Regions from separate parts of the Oryctolagus cuniculus genome. Here region 2 is linked to region 1. The links are chromatin contacts, called in public Hi-C maps. All regions are on one chromosome and are shown on one strand. Each heading gives the region's core, a stretch centred on a gene start, on an enhancer-like site or on the middle of the called end of the contact. The rest is flanking DNA. Distances are from core to core; before and after follow the strand shown.

Region 1 (3,339 bases), core at 815-3,314:
AATACAACATGGCTTCCATCGATAAAGGGATATTACTGAGCAATAAAAGGTAATGGAGCATGGATCTAGTCTACAGCACTGATGAACCTTGGAAACATTATGCTAAGTGAGAGAAGCCAGAAGACCACATAGTAGAAAATTCCATTTCTGGGAAATACCCTGGATGGGCAAAGTTAGTGATGGGAGATAGAACCGTGGTTGGATGGGGCTGGGGACTGTGGGAGAAAAGAGGGAACTGCTGGTGAGGGGCGTGGGGATGCCTTTGGGGTTGTGAAAATGTTCCACAACTGGTTTATGCTTATGTTTGCCCGGATCTGTACTAAAAATAGGGTAGAACGCACTGAATTGTTTCAAAGTGTGTGAATGATATGGTATGTGAATTCCGTCTCAGTAAGTAGCTACACATATATACATAATAACAACAAGCTAGTGTATAGGAGTTTATTATATATCTATCTACCTACCTATCATGTAGTTCTACCTAACCATCGAATCTGTCTGTCATCTATCTCATGGCAACAGTGGTCTCTAGAAAACAGCTAACCTTAGCATTGGTTCAGGTACATATTCCCTTATTATCTGGCTTATGTTGCTATAAAAGCGAACCAGCTCTCCCCTGCTGTCTCTCTTTTTTGCTCTTTTTAAGAGAAGGAAGAATGTATTTTCTTGTTTTGCAAATACAGCTGGCTGCGTTGGTTGCTTTTTGGTGATTAGTAGAAGAGAATAAATCCTGTATCCTTGTCCGATTCCTCCAAGTCTTCCTTGGCCTTAACCTTGGCTGGGGCTCCAGCAGCAGCAGCAGCAGCAGCAGCAGCAGCAGCAGGAGCCACAGCCACGAATGCAGACGGGTCAGCCAGGAAGGCCTTGACCTTTCCAGCAAGTGGGAAGTGTACTCAGCCTCCACAGACAAAGCCAGGACCTGCTTGGACCCACTGATGAAGGAACGGGGTACAGATGCAGCAGTCGGATAACCAGTCTGCAAGCAAACAGTGGCAATGTTGCAGTCTCCCTCCAGAAAGCCGGAGTGCAGAGTTTCCTCCGGGATGTCCAGGACTTCGGGATTGTAGATGCTGCCACTCTGCAGCACCTGCTGCACGATCAGCCCGGGGAGAAGGGAAGATGTTCAGCCTGTGCGGCGTGGTGGCTTTGTGGGCTCCCACTTTGTCTCCAGTCTTTGCTTTTAAAGATTATTTATTTATTTGAGAGGTAGAGTCATAGAGAGAGGTAAAGACAGAGAGAGAGGTCTTCCATCCTCTGGTTCACTCCCCAAATGGCTGCAATGGCCAGAGCTGGGCCAGACAGAAGTCAGGAGCCAGGAACTCCACTTGGGTCTCCCACATGGGTGCAGGGGCCCAAGGACTGGGGCCATCCTCCACTGCTTTCCCAGGCCATAGAGAGAGCTGGATCAGAAATGGAGCAGCCGGGACTTGAACCAGCGCCCATATGGGATGGCGGCACTGCAGGCAGAGGCTTCAACTGCTACACCACATCGCCGGTCCCTGTCTCCAGCCTTTATTTTCTGCACATCGCTCAGGACTTCAGTGGTGGCCCTGGAGATTTTTGTGGTGATGCCCGACGCCTGGACAAAGGAGGTCTTCTCAGCCCCAGCCCAGTGTTCTGCGCTGGCACGGTGGCCTCACAGGGGGCAGTGGCACCGGCATGGGCAGCAGCTGGCACCGTGCTGGCCAGCAGCATTTCCTTGATCTCAGCCAGGTCTTCCTTGGTGAACCCAAAGCCCAGGTTCCCTCGACTATGAGGCAGGAGCTGCTGCAGGACCAGGCTGCTTTCCCCACGCCTTCGGGTGGCCTCGGCCAACAGCACCACAGCCTCCCCTCGCAGGGACCTGCACATCTGCTCACCTGCTTGCAGCCAGCATCGTCTGCTGGATCAGCTCCCGGCAGCTGGGTGCCATTGAGAAGGTGGCTGGACTTCCAGGCTGCCCCGTCCTCCCTGGACATCACAGTGGGACGTCAGGGATTGCCACTCGATGTCACTCGTGAGGACGCCCGGCTAGAGATCCTGCTGTCTCTTGAGGAGGCGCTCCTGTAGGTCATGGTGCTAACCGAGCCTTTTGGATTTCTGCAGAAGAAGCTGTGGTGTGGCCATCGCTCAGAGATAGTGAGACTTACGGTGCCGAGTCTCCTCTTGCACGTAGGGAGCTGCATTCAGGAAGCGGGAGTAGGCTGCTGCCGGCCCGAGTGGAAGGGAAGCGCTGTGGTTGTGGGAGTGGCGGGTGAGGAGGTGGGAAGCCGGAGGGGAGTGGGATGGATGTGACAACTCAGCACCCGCACGCACCCCATCCTGCTGGGCAGGGCATGGGAAAGCCACCAGGCACGTCTCGGAGCTCTTTGCAGCCAGGCTTCTGGATTTGATTTGGATTTGCGCAATCCCATGCCGTGGCCTGCAGTGCTGGGGAGGCTACGCATGCGCGTCACCCTTTCTGCAGCATGGTGGACGCCCTGACTTGTCTGAGAAGGGCGGAGCGGGGCAGGGTGCAGGCTCCAGACGGTGGCTACCGATGGGCAAGCTGGAGAGCACCCGTGGGACCGACCTCAGCAAGGACACGCTGCCCTGCCGCTGGAGCACAGCGCGTCCGAGGGGCGTGGCTTTCTGCAACAGGCGCCATGCGGGGTGGGGTGGGGTGGGGGAGTCAGAGGCTTGCCCTGGCCGGGGAACGTGGGGGCGGACGGGCACCCCCTCGCTGACCCTGCGCAGAGAGGCTCAGAGCTGCAGCTCTGCGACCCCATCCCTGCCCCGGCATCCGGGAGCCATGCACAGCCTGTCCGTAACCCCTCTCTGCCGTGCTCTACTGGGCTTTGGTAACTGAACCCTGACCCACACAGTGAGTTACATAAACAGATTTCTTAACCCGGAGCTGATTTTGCATTTCTGGAAGGAGCCCAGCTTGGCCATGGAGTGTTCTCTTTCCAAGGCCCTGTAGGACCGCATGTGCTAATCCTTTATTAGGATCCTGACACTGCTTTCCTATGGTCTGACTTCTGTTTCACATTAGTTAACATTTCGGTCTCAGCCTTTTGTTAGCCTTGAGAAAAAAGAATCTGCAAGCTTGCTTTCTTTGTTGGGTTCTAGAAAAGTGTGTGTGTGTTGGAATTATTGCTTCCTTGAAAATTTTCAAAATTTTCCACATAAAAACTCCCTGAAGAAGGTATTTGGGGGGTCTGGGAAGTTTTTTAATCACTTCTGCAATTGCTTGTATGGTTATTGAATTATTGGGTTTCCTATTTCTGTTGAAGCCAATATTTCAAATGTGTGCTTACCTAGATAATCCATTCCACAGTCGAGTAGGTCCAACTCTGAAAAATAGTAATTTTTGTTTTG
Region 2 (3,264 bases), core at 620-3,119, 220 kb after region 1:
AGAGGGTCTCTCGTGGGTCAAGGCCAGCCTGTGTTGAAAAGTGCTTTCGCTTGCTCTCCATCAATTTCTCTGTCTCTCCCCAAGGCCTGGAGCCAGTGATTGGCAGGTCCAAGTGCACCCCCGCCTTGCTGAGGCCACCCCATCTGTCAAGGCACATGCTCTGAAACCCACAGTCCCTCCACCAGGAGCTCATTAGCCACAGCTCAGAGAGCAGTGCTGACCGGCTCCTCGCCGTCCGTGGCCAGTGAGCCCAACTGCTGCCCCGCTGTCCTCGGAGACGCAGGCTTGACAGGTGCTCCCTGCACCTGCCCCAGGTCCTCCTCCTCCCATCGTCTGTGGACATGCGCAGAGGAGCGGTGCATAAAGACATTTAGTAAACTCTTGGGGAACCTGTCACTGCCTGCTGCCTCTGCCTTCATGGCAATTATTCCTTCCAGTAAGAATACACCGTGAATATCCGTTGTACCTTAGATCTTGTATTTAATGTTGAACAGCAATGACTTCAAATCAAGGCAGATCTGCACATGCCCCGCCGAGCCCTTGGTTATGTGCAGGCTGGGGCCCTGTTTGTGAGAGACACCTTGCTGGGCCAGCAATGCCCTGGTGTAGGCCAGGGAGGCTGGCAGGTGCACTGCCGCTGTGCTGGGGGCACATCTGCCTACCCTTTCTCTCCATTACTCACAGTAGGTCACATGAATACTATTATTATTTATTAACACATTATCATTGTTTTGCAAGGGCAGAAACAAACCTGCACAAGAAGGGAAGGAGACAGTATCTTTTTATGCTCATTATCTGTGGTTTGTCTGAAAGAAGCCTTGTATGTTTCCTACACTGCCCTGGGTCCATTCAGCGTATACAGTCACCTACACCATCTCAGAGGGAGAAAAGTGCCAATCTCGTTCGAAACCAATCAGTACTCCGTCGCCTTGCAAATCCACTGCCTCTCTGGGATTCCTTTGCTCGGATGGTGGACAGAAGTTTGAATGGGCTCCGCTCTGTGTTTTTTTTTTTTTTTCTAAGATTTATTTATTTATTTGAAAGGCAGAGAGAGAGGTCCTCCACCCACTGGTTCATTCCCAAGATGGCCACAACACTGGAGCTGTGCTGATCTGAAGCCAGGAACTTCTTCCAGGTCTCCCACGTGGGTGCAGGGACCCAAGGACTTGGGCCATCTTCTACTGCTTTCCCAGGTCACAGCAGAGAGCTGGATGGGAAGTGGAGCAGCTGAGATTTGAACAGGTGCCCCCATGGGATGCTGGCTCTGCAGGCGGTGGCTTCACCTGCCATGCCACATCTCAGGCGCCTGCTCTGTGGTTTAACATTGAAGATACAACACCCTGGAGGAGGCGCGAATGCCTCCAGCAATGCCTGACCAGGTAGCAAGCCTGCATCGGGTGCTGCTCATCTGAACTTGGAGTTCAGCAGACCTGGCTGGTCTTTGATCCCAGGTGAGTACAGTTTCTGGAGACAGGTGTCTGCCTCCGAGAGAAACCCTTGCAGCCGATCCGCATCCGCGTCAGCGATCCCTGGGCAGCCCTGGGAGGCTGCCGGGCAGGAGCTACCTTTCTGGGAGAACCAGCTTGCCTTCTGCTAAAAATAGTATCAGTGGCTCCGTGAATTCGGAGGTGTCCAAGTGAGAGGATCTCACCTGCAGTCTGAACCTGGGGAGGGGAGAGGAAATCAGATAGACATGGCCCATGACGCAAATCATTAAGGACGAAGGTTAAGTGCACCGGCTGCAGCCCAGCGGCCTTGCAGAGCCAAGGTCACAGGTCACCGCCTCCCTCCAGCCCTGGCTGTGCGCAGCCTGTGGACAGTGGGGCACGTCGCTGAAAGAACATTGGCAGCAGCAGGCCTGTTCTAAGGGAAAAGGGCACCGTAGGTACAGTGTGCCCCAGCCCAGAATGTGGGTGAGTGAGCTCAGGGCTGTCTCCCAGGCTGGGAAATAAACAATTGCACACCCGAGGCCAGGGATGGGACAGCGAGGTCACCCCGGGGCAAGTTTCTCCATGTTCCCAGCAGAACTGGCAAGTGCTGACACCCAGCTCAGGCAGGGAGTCTGCGTTGCACACTGTCTCACGGTCCCCGAGCCCCAGGGGGGACAGCGGCAGACAGGCACCGGCAGAGGAGCCCTGGGCAGGCTGGAGACAGGAGAGGGAGGCTCTTGGCAGGGGAGCCGGCGGAGGGGCGGCAGCTTGCACTCTTGGCTTTCCATCCTTGGTGGTACAATCGGCAGAGCTGCCAGGGCGCTCTGAGGTCCAGGCGGCACTCTTCGGGGCTGCTGGAAGGGCATGGGGAGAGCACCTGTCACTGGAATGGAGGAGCCACTGCCCCCTGCTCCCGGGAAACGCGGCTGGAAACCCGCAGGCGAGCCCTTCTGTTGCGCTCCCCCTAAGGAAGCTTGCCCAGACACTCTGCCCTGTCTCACTGCATTCTCCTAATGCCCTCCCACTCTGTTAAGGGAATGGACATGGGGTGTGCCTGCACGTCTGGGAGCTTTAATCTGAAAGAACTCCATTATCAGCTCCTCCCAGAACTTTCTTATCAGATGCTCCAGGCAAAGAGATTAGGCAAGATTTTCCATTGTCTTCCAAAGAAGATCAACAAAGGAACAATGGCCTTCCTGGCTCCCAATGGGGGGGGGGGGGAGGGAAGGAGGGAGGAGGAGAGAGAGAGAGAGAGGAGAGAGAAACTGCTTCTGGTAGCTCCTGCCGGCTGCCAGGGCCCTCTTCCCTGCCCCCACACCCCTACTGGTGTGCAGTCAGTAGCTCTTTTCTGCACTGAGACTTCGAGGCAAGACTCGGGGCTCCCTCACGGGCCATGACAGAGAGCACAGGGCTGGGAAGGAGAAAAGGAGTAGCCCAACCCCCAGAGGGCACTGCCCATGAACAGAAGGCACAGCCCCAGGCGTTCACCCTAAAGGGAAGTGGGGATGAGGAAGGGGGAGGTGGGCCGGCCGCTGCTGCCCCCGCCCCCGGGGGTGGCTCCTCTGCGCAGCAGGAGAGCACCTGCTGCTAGGGATCCCCCAGCTCTTACCTGGGCAGCTCCTCCCCCACCCAGCCTCTCCTTAGAAAGGTGGCCCTGGGCTGCCCTGCTGCCTCACATACCTGTGCTTCTCACCTGTGTATGCACACATATACACGTATACATGCAGCACGCGCATACACGTGTACACCCAGACATGCCACGGTACATGCATGCGTACACACATCATACACACAAATCACTCTACGTTCAATACACCACACGCAATATACATGC

The links. Hi-C and Micro-C count contacts between places; a contact is called where the count stands out from the background.
Region 2: a Hi-C map of an unstated tissue shows a contact between it and region 1, with 2.2 times the contacts expected there. The contact joins two enhancer-like sites. A contact is called at or near these places in 2 of 6 Hi-C or Micro-C datasets (embryonic fibroblasts and an unstated tissue).

The regions. Positions count from the first base shown.
Region 1 is chr1:138,496,912-138,500,250 of mOryCun1.1, forward strand. No RefSeq gene overlaps it. Among named protein-coding and RNA genes, the nearest start is that of GADD45G, 170 kb to the left of the region's middle. Within about 2 kb of position 2,065, at least 3 of the 8 cell types and tissues checked have an H3K27ac peak or open chromatin away from gene starts, as enhancers often do.
Region 2 is chr1:138,717,667-138,720,930 of mOryCun1.1, forward strand. No RefSeq gene overlaps it. Among named protein-coding and RNA genes, the nearest start is that of GADD45G, 390 kb to the left of the region's middle. Within about 2 kb of position 1,870, at least 3 of the 8 cell types and tissues checked have an H3K27ac peak or open chromatin away from gene starts, as enhancers often do.